Regions from separate parts of the Mus musculus genome. Here region 1 is linked to region 2. A link is a contact called in public Hi-C data. All regions are on one chromosome and are shown on one strand. The core of a region is the stretch at or near the end of the contact, and the rest is flanking DNA. Distances in the headings are between cores, read along the strand shown. Region 1 has its middle 23 kb from the start of Gm31813. Region 2 has its middle 33 kb from the start of Gm31693.

Region 1 (4,748 bases), core at 482-2,981, 250 kb before region 2:
CTCTAAGGAATGTGACTTAGTCAGTTGCTAGACTGAGCTGATTTCATTCAAGCCTCAAAGCAAAGAAATATAATACTACAATTAATTTGAGTTAATGAGGTAGATACAATTGCCTTTAGAAGTTTGTCTTGCTGATTCTAAACACCTGTGAGGACAGGCATTAAATATACATGAGACATATAAACAGTTCATTAAATGCTGTTAGTCTGTTTCTGTAGCACGTGTTGATTTTCTTTATTAACATGCACTAACAAGCTTGATCATGACATTTTCTTACACGTATACAACACACATGCACACGTTGCTTTGTACTCAAGATCCCATGAATCTAAGGATTAATTTATATTATCTGAGACCCTTGGGAACCAGCGATAGAGATAATGTATTGTGAAGAGAATGGATATGTAGCTTAGTTGGTTGAGTGTTTGTCTGCATAGCGTGCAACCCTGGCTTCAGTGCCAGCATTGTAGGAAGTGGTGTTGTATGCCTGTAATTCCAACTCTTGTAAGGTAGAGGTAAGAAGGCCATGCCATCCTCAGCCTCACAGTAAGTTTGAGCCTCACAGTAAGTTTGAGGCCAGACTTGGAATATATGAGACTCAGTCTTGGAATATTTTTTATAAAAATAAGAAAATGATAAAGCATGACAAATCTGTTAGTCTTTAAGGAATCATTTTTACTCCTAGTTAAAGATGTCTACAGAATCATAGCTATGAATTTCACTTTACAAATGACAAATTTTATGTTAATGATCTCATTTAACTCTCTGCACATAATCTAAGCACCAAAGAATGCCTCATAATATAATTTCCAGGATTTGCCTCCCTCTCTCCTCCTGTTTTCTCAGGTGTTAGAAACCTATTACTAACCAACCTATATAGAGATGGCATTTATTGGACGGACACTGCAGACATGCACACTTTGTTTTACTGTATAGACTTCCAGGAAGCACTGACAAATGAGATCCAGGAAGAGCCAAGATGTCACTGGGCCTTGAATGCTGACCGTTGAGAATGGGAGGGTTGTCTGTATTCTCCTTCTGCTCTTCTTTCTGTGTTGGCTGAGTCCCTCACTGGCTTGGTCTAAGTAGAAGAAGAGATGTTTACCAGAAATACATGATTCCATGGAACGGATGAGAACATTTGAGAACAGATTTCAACTCGGACTTCCTGGCACGGCTATGGGCTGTGAAGAAGAGTGATGGTCTGTGGCTGTCTCCACAGGTGCCATGGATCAGGGCCTTCACATGTGGGTGGGAAGTGTGCTTATCATCATAGTGAAGGTGCAGCCTGGGAGAGTAAGAAACTGAATACTGGAAACAAGCTAGGTGTGTACTCCTGCTGATGTGTGCTCCACATAGTGCCTCAGGGTCTACATGTTCTGTCGATTATATCATTCTATCAAAGGAGTCCTCAAGACACCATGCATGACTATATACCCATTCACAGTGAGATGAGGATCGCTATTAGTGGAAACCCCTTGTGAGTGTTGCTTTTCAAGGTAGCTAAATCTTCTTTAGTTCAATCTAAAATAATGAAAGCCCTGCTTTATTCAGGCCTAAGGTACATACACATGGCAGAAACATGTTCTCCTCACTTCCTGGGTTAAAGGTGAGACTGCTGAGGGAAGAGCAATGAGGAAACAACTCATGACCACAGAAAGGGGTGTCAGTCAAGACTGTTTCCTTATGTAACAGTGGATAGTGAGATAACGGCTCAGGGTTTGCGTTAGACTTTAAACTCCAACGGACGAAGCTGTTGCCTCCCACGGCGTCTCTGTGTGCAGATGTCACAACCACCCTCCCTGGAGGAAAGGAACATGAGAGAAGATTTGGGGAAGAAAAGCCACAGCTCAAGGAACTGAAAAGGAGTTGTTGCCTTCCAGGCAAGTGTGTAGGCTAGGGAAGGCCCCGAGCAGAGCATGCTGTGTGTGTTAGGAGCCTGACGACTTGGACCATGTGAATTTTCTCATTTCTTGTTACTTCTAATGCTATTGATCAACTGTGTGAAGGGAACTTTCTCTGCACCTTCTGCTTTCACAGTAAGAGCCCAATATTCATGTCTGGTTTTGGTAGTGAGTCTAGACTAACAGTGAGATGGGTAAGGGAAAGAGAAAACCTCCCCCCCCCCTCCCCTTTGTGGTTAATGGTGTCAGAGGCTGTAGGAGACTGGCAGGTGTTTAGAAACCAGCGTGAGTCATTCTGCATCTCAACTTGGCTGGGCTATGGGGCTGCATATTCAGTCAAGCATTATTTTAGATGTTTCTGTAACATCTTTGGGTGAGATTAACATGAAAACCAATGGATTCTTTGTGCAGCAAGAATACTTTTTATGACATGGTGGGTTCCGTCTAGTCAGCTGAAGGTCTTACTAAAGACTGATGCTGACCCGAGAAGTTTAGATTTAGTAAGGCCCCATAATCACGTGCATTAGTTCCTGAGGAGATACTTACTCCTCTAACCCTCATCTGTAGGAGGTTCAGCTCGCTAACTTGGAAGCTCTTTCTACAGTCAACCATAATGTAGAGATTGTTCCAGCAAGAGTTCTGAAATCAGGAAAAATACAACAACAACAAATTTAAATGCCCAAATATCAGAGGCTATTTATTTTATTCAGTCCTTTCCCTTGTTTTAAATCAGGGTCTCAAGTTGTCTGGTTTCCTTTGATATTTCTATATAGTTTAGGATGACCTTGCAGATATGTGCCACCACAATCCCTTTACACAGTGCTGGGGATTGATCCTAGGTCTTTGTGCTCATTCGACAAGTACTCTGCCAACTGACATACATCCCTCAGCCCTCATCATCAGCTTTTGACACAGAATTTTTGGCAGGGTACCTGTTGGCTTGGTACAGAATGTGTCTGTCCCCTGAGCCAACATCTTCTTAAAATGGCAGACGAAAATAAACCCAGCTGAGTTGGAGATAGTCATCCTGGCAACCACACATCTACTTTTTCCTGGAACATCAACTCTTAGGCAAGGACTATTTGCCTCTGTGCTAACTCAGGACCAGGACCAAGTCCTAGAGAACACCCCGTACCTCTGATGACTCTGAGAATGGACTCTGCCAGTGTAAGTGACTGGACTTGGCTTGGAACTCAGTGTTTTCTCAATTGCAGATCTTCACAAAGCTTGTGTTAATTGTTCTCCTACAACAGATAAGCCTAAGGTGTCCTGTTTAAGGAAATGTTCCTCTTTGAAAAAACTGCCTGTACTATAAACCCCTCCCTGAGGGGAGGACGAGAAATGTGCCCAGCTCCAAGATGTGGCCAGACAGCATTGTACAGCCTGGTAACTCTAGTCAGCCCCACCTTCAAGGATCCAAGTTCAGCAGAGGTGAAGAGTGCTTTCGTTCTGGTCACTCATTCACCAGGGGAAGCTGGACACCATCCGGTGAACCTGGTCTTGTGAAATCAGACAACCTAATTGCCCTTTACAGCTTGGTAAATGATATACTCCAACTGTGAGGGCTAAAGTTATATTTTAAGTTTTAATTCCTGTGCTGAAGGGATCTATAAAACAAAAATGTCTCTAACCTATAATGCAGATAACTTTCTCTGCCCACGGACAGATAACTTCCTGGATTCTGGGGGCTACTATTCATGCAAGATAACAAGCCATGAAAATGTTTTCACTTCTGTAAACAAGGTTGGTTGCTTCAACTTCTCAGGATGTCCTTAATCACATGGACCAGGAAGTACATAGGCAGGATGTATGCTTACCCCCAAGGCAGCAAATACACAGCCTTGTAGGTTGTGCCTTTATAATCACCAGATTAGCACAGTGTGAGGCCGTTTTCTGGGAATCCTGAGTATGGATCTGGGTAGAGTCCATAGTCTTGGCCAGCATTTAATAAAACTTACTTTAATTTTGGCTCAAAAATTGGGATAATGGTCCTATTCTCTCCCAGTAGGATCAACAGTAGGGCTCATAAAAGTTAATCCAGACCCAGGCTTCCAAGCTGATACCCTGGGTGATGAGCAGAGTGTCTAGTTGTCTAGCTGTGGATAGGACAAAAACCCTCAGAGGTTTCTACACCACTCTTGGAATCTTTGGAGAGGCCTTATATGCTGCCTCAGTAACTTAAGTGCTGGGACGGGGCATATAACTCAGTTGTAGAGTGCTTGCTTTGCATTCACGAAGCGCTGGCATCTGTCTCGGCACCATGTAAGTAAGGAACTGTAACACATTCTTGTGATCCTCTAATTTTGGAGGTAGAGGAAGAAGAATCAGTGTTCTTGGTTCTCCTCAACTATGTAATTAGAAGGGTCATCTAGGCCTAGGTAATACTCACTAAACTAAAAACCAAGGCAAATAACAACAACGAAAACCAACACAGATTCCATACACATCGGAAAAGCAGACTCTGGAGAGATTTCTAGAATGTTCTCCAATTTGGTTCATTCTCCAGGTTTTTGTTCTGTTTTGTTTTGTTTTTTACTTTCCAACTAATGAAACTATTTTATGTTGACAGCTAAAGTGGTTGGCTTTAGTGATTTTTTTTTTATTTCTTTTGGGTTGTTGAGCTTTGATCTTCCTCTTGGGGTATGACTTACAGTGGGCAGTGGCACCGTACTCTCAGTTTGTGGTCAGCCTGGGATCACAAATGTGAGCAACCAATACTCTCCAGCATGGTTGCTTAGCTGGTTTGTCCAGTAGGTGATGGGTGTTAAGTGATATTTTCATCTACTGAGGGGCTTATCAGGATATGATCTCATTGTGGTTGAGTAGCATCGTTAATTGTTTTGA
Region 2 (4,655 bases), core at 86-2,585:
CCAACACGGTAAAAGTTTCACAAAGCATATATTGTACCAGAACAAAGCAAATAATAAATCATTTTCAGATGTATTAGGGGAAATATCAGGTAGGTGGGTTACAGTAAAATGAGGGCTACAGGTTCTGGATTCCAGCCTATCACAGTTTTAACTTTTGGGTTGATGGGAGCTGGGGGTCTTATCTAAAAAGCCACAGAACTGTTCAGTCACATGTAGAGTTAGGTAATAAATAACTTTTAGGGTGTTAAGATAGCCCAGGATTAATTTGGCATTAAAACATTTAAACTCTTCACAATCATTGAAGTTCTGATAGTCAGCCTGTGTGATGTTTATTGTACGTATGGGAGGATGGTTTTGCTTTTTTGGGAGGGAGAAGTTGTTTATTTTGTTTTGGTTTCCTTTTTTCTAGAAACATCATTTAATACGAGACATCACATCAGATTCTATTCACATCGTCAGGGTTTAAAGAGAATACTCACATCCTGTTCCCATTCACTTACATCTGGGGGCTATTTCTATTGGACAATGAGGAAATAATACTCAGAAGTCTCAGCTACTCAATGGCTTGTCAACCATTTTCCTGAGTGCTGTCTTCACTGTATGGCTGTTCCAGCTGGCCCTATGCTGCAGTGATTGTTATATTATGTAGCCAGTGGAATAATTCTGTATCCCTTTAATCAGGTGAGAGGTCTACATGGCCACAGTTATAGACATTAATGGGAAGGCCCTACCTCTCAGGTGCTCTATTATTTGAGCATGAAGGGTTGTTATAGAAGGAAAGAAGGAATACTTTCCTGATGGGGACTTTCATGCTGGCAAATTGGCTATTTAGACTCAAATTCATATCATTACTAATTGGTACTAGGATTTTTTTCTGAGCTGTGCATATGCTAAGTAGCCATTTTCCCTCCTTGTATAATTATGGATTAACACTCACATTTTACCTCCTGAAAGACAGAAACAGCTGTGTTGCCTCAGGAGAAAATACCTCACCTAGTAATTGTAGTTAGAGACATTGGTGTCATGCAGCTGACCCAGGGGCAAGCTGTAGACAGGACCATGAAGAAAATAGCTTTACTTAGGATTTTTTTCTTCAACTGGATTTAATGGGGGAAAATGTCTTCAAAGCAGGGCCTGGGAGGGTACTAGGCAGCAAGAAGATAGGTTTTAAAAGCAACTGTTAAAAAGTTTCAAGGGGCCCAGAAAAGTGCCAGCCTTAAGGACAGGACTACGTTGCTGAATATTCTCAGCAGATTCTTAAGGATTCCCTCAAGAAACGATCTCTTGGCAGAAAGTAAAGGCACATTTGGATGCAGCCATCTCTGATGTGCAGCTTCCAACACCTGCAGAGGGAAGGGGCAGTGCCAGGAGGGCTTGAACTGAGAATCTGAACACATGGTTGCAGGGCCAGTTCCTGGCCTGTCTCTGCACAGATGATTTTTTTCTTTCCTCATATGTTGGGAGCCATTAAGACAACACAATTGTCCTAATCTCTGAATTGGGCCTCTCCCCCTCCCCCCCCCCCCGAGAAGAAAAGGGGGTCAAAACCGGGTCACCTACGCACCACTAAGAGAAAGTCAGCACCGGATGTCCTGACCTCAAGATGTACCCTGATACCACCAAGTTCCTGTTTCCCTGTGTAGTTGCCAAAAGAAAAATTTCTGCTGCCCCATCCCTCCTGCTGAGAAGTACTTCCTCTTTATCCACTGCCCCATCCCTCCTGCTGAGAAGTACTTCCTCTTTTTCCACTGCCCCATCCCTCCTGCTGAGAAGTACTTCCTCTTTTTCCACTACCCCATCCCTCTTGCTGAGAAGTACTTCCTCTTTTTCCACTGCCCCATCTCTCCTGCTGAGGTGATTTCCCATTCCTCCTGCTGAGAAGTACTTCTCCTTTTGCTTGTGCATTTAAACCTTAAGCCTTGCTAATACAGTGGGATCTTGATGCCACTCAGAATGTTTCCGAGTCGTTCTTGCACTTGGTCCTTGTCTCTCTCTATCCCCCCATTTGGTTCTTAGGAGAAGGTCCCCTCGAGACCCTCAAATAACTGACCTGCTGGACGGGTCACTCATAAGAACAAGGCACACAATGTTCCAGAGTGTCCGCACTGCCACAGGGGTAGAATGTGTTTTGTCACCTGTGATTCAATTCTGATTATTTCAACTTGGTTCATAGAGAAACATAATAAATTTGCTTCAGTACCAGAATGGAGATTGGACACATTGTCTATTGTTGATTTTGGCTATGGCCGAAGTATCAAATAAACACTTGTGTCATATTATTGAAAGGTGAGAAGGCCAGTGTCTGAGTAGTCACACTCAATAGCATCATGTCTCACTGACATATACTACAAGCAGTAGGAAGAACAAGACACACCCTCTGAAGAGGCTGTGAGAGTGCCCATATTACCCCAGCATGTGGGGAGCTGAAGAAGGAACAAGAATTTGATGTTATTTTCCATCATGTGGTGAATTTGAGGTGAGTTAGGTTATAAGTAGACTCAGTCTCAAAAAAAAAAATTTAAAAAAGAAAGATATTTTAAAAGAAATTATCTGTCCACTTAAAACACAAATGTATGCTGTTTATTTCAAGAGTAAAATATTGTACTTATTGATAATTTTAAGTATTATTAATTTTATGAACAAAGTAGTAGCTTTCAAATACAGAATACTGTGAATGGACAGTTCGTAGATAATACTTCAGCTGCAAAGCTTTTAGATTCATGTCTTCTATGAGTCAGCACATGTGTAAAAACAAATTGTATAGAACAAATCTGTATCAGCAGAGAATGCATGATGTCATCAGGGTTACACTTGTAGAATATCTGTATTTTAAAAGCTGAGATGCAAACTTTAAGCATGATGTTCTGTTGTTAGTTACTTACTATCATTGTAGCCTAGAGTGGTTTAGCTGGTAATGACACAGGCAGGAAAAACTAGTGTCCTATCCATCATCCAGAGGCCCCCAACTCTACTGCCAGAGGGGTGGATATGCCTCTTTGGATGTGTGAGGCATCATTTTTCTTATGTGAAGTTTTTCTTCAGATACTTTACAAGGCATTTTATAAGATGATAGTGTCAACTCAGGTCAAGGGCAATGGCTCAGTTGGAAATTGCCCATTGTAGGAGTAGGGGAACCTAACTTGGGATTCCCAGATTTTATGTAGAAAGTTGTGTGTGGTAGTATGTGCTTGTAATTCCAGTGTTAGATAGGAAGAGATTGGAGGACCCCTGGGGTTTATTGGCCAGACAGTAGAATTGAACTTGTGAGCTCTAGCTTCAAGGTAAGAGGAAGATACTCACCATCAACCTCTGGACTCCACATTAATGTACACATATCTGCACACTTTCCCCCACACAAGCATTTGAGCAAGTGTACACATGCACACACACACATGCACACACACACACAAATGTAAAAAAGAGAGGTGTGGCTTTAGAAGTTTGTGAGATTTAGAAATGAGAGTTAAACATGGCTAAGATATTTACCAAATACCAATGTCCCTTTTGCAAATATTCTTCTGATATGGGGATTGGTGTAAGATAAATAATGTTGGTCAACTGTCACGCGCTGTTTGCCCTTGTTTAGAGCTGACTCTGAGAGCAAGATGGGTCTCCTTAATTCAATCATATTCTAGCATATTTCTCTCAAATGCCCTGAGAGAAGACCTGGGCTGGGCCTGCCTCTGTGTCAGGTAGAGGAGAACAAAGAGATAAAAGTATTTTAAAAGATGGGATACTTTTTTGGTTTTGGTTTTTTGAGACAGGGTTTCTCTGTACAGCCCTAGCTGTTCTGGAACTCACTCTGTAGACCAGGCTGGCCTCGAACTCAGACATCCGCCTGACTGTGCCTCCCAAGTGCTGGGATTAAAGGCGTGTGCCACAACTGCCTGGCAAAGATGGCATTCTTTAGACAGCTAAAAGGTAAACTATTCTAAGTAAAGGTTATTATTGTTTATCTCATGGAATAAAATATGCCTGTGGTGGAAACAAGACACTGGATGCTCATTCAACGAACATTTATTCACTTCTGCTTGGGTCTTACAGGCAGGAGGTCTCCTCAGCTGACGAAAGGGCTTCTCCAGTCAGTTTCTGCTCTGTATCGAAAGCACCTGATTGGGTGACACTTTTCTATAGATCTATGACTTTTCTCTGCCATGCTTGCTATTTGGCTATTATCATGTTTTGTTTTTGCTTTTACTTTTGCTTGCTTTATGTGCTTACTTTTTTTGAAACTGAAAGCACAGCCGTCTGACCATCCACCCCATAAGCTCCAGTCTTACTCCAGTGAGCAAGGGACAAGGGAGAGGATATGGAAGGGTGTCAATGATGACTGAGAGCCACAGAAACATCTCTCTATCTCTCTTCCCTTTTCTATAGTACACTGTAAGGAAGGAAATATTTTTAAATTAAAAGAACATGTTTTTAGAAACATCTTTTGGAAGATTCTATTGTCATTAACAACTTCTGGTAAATAAATCTTATCAACAACCAGTAAAAACTGAGGTCAGCAAGACACTTATAGAGGGTTGATGTTAATAGGGCATTACAAAGATGTTGAGTAGGATCTGATCCACCAGGAACAACCAGAAGCATCTTGAGAAGCTTGTATAGCAGAGAATAGCCATGGACAGCACCAGTGGGCACAAGGAGTTACA

What was found. A called contact is a pair of places that touch in the nucleus more often than the background predicts.
Region 1: a Hi-C map of the G1E-ER4 cell line shows a contact between it and region 2, with 2.1 times the contacts expected there. The contact joins two enhancer-like sites. A contact is called at or near these places in 1 of 484 Hi-C or Micro-C datasets (the G1E-ER4 cell line), 3 of 115 datasets of contacts at active chromatin or transcription factors (CD8 T cells, embryonic stem cells and microglia) and 1 of 9 other capture datasets (embryonic stem cells).

The regions. Positions count from the first base shown.
Region 1 is chr3:21,985,279-21,990,026 of GRCm38.p6, reverse strand. No RefSeq gene overlaps it. Among named protein-coding and RNA genes, the nearest start is that of Gm31813, 23 kb to the right of the region's middle. Within about 2 kb of position 1,731, at least 152 of the 459 cell types and tissues checked have an H3K27ac peak or open chromatin away from gene starts, as enhancers often do. A contact at or near this core is called in the G1E-ER4 cell line, where this site is marked.
Region 2 is chr3:21,733,036-21,737,690 of GRCm38.p6, reverse strand. No RefSeq gene overlaps it. Among named protein-coding and RNA genes, the nearest start is that of Gm31693, 33 kb to the right of the region's middle. Within about 2 kb of position 1,335, at least 12 of the 459 cell types and tissues checked have an H3K27ac peak or open chromatin away from gene starts, as enhancers often do. A contact at or near this core is called in the G1E-ER4 cell line, where this site is marked.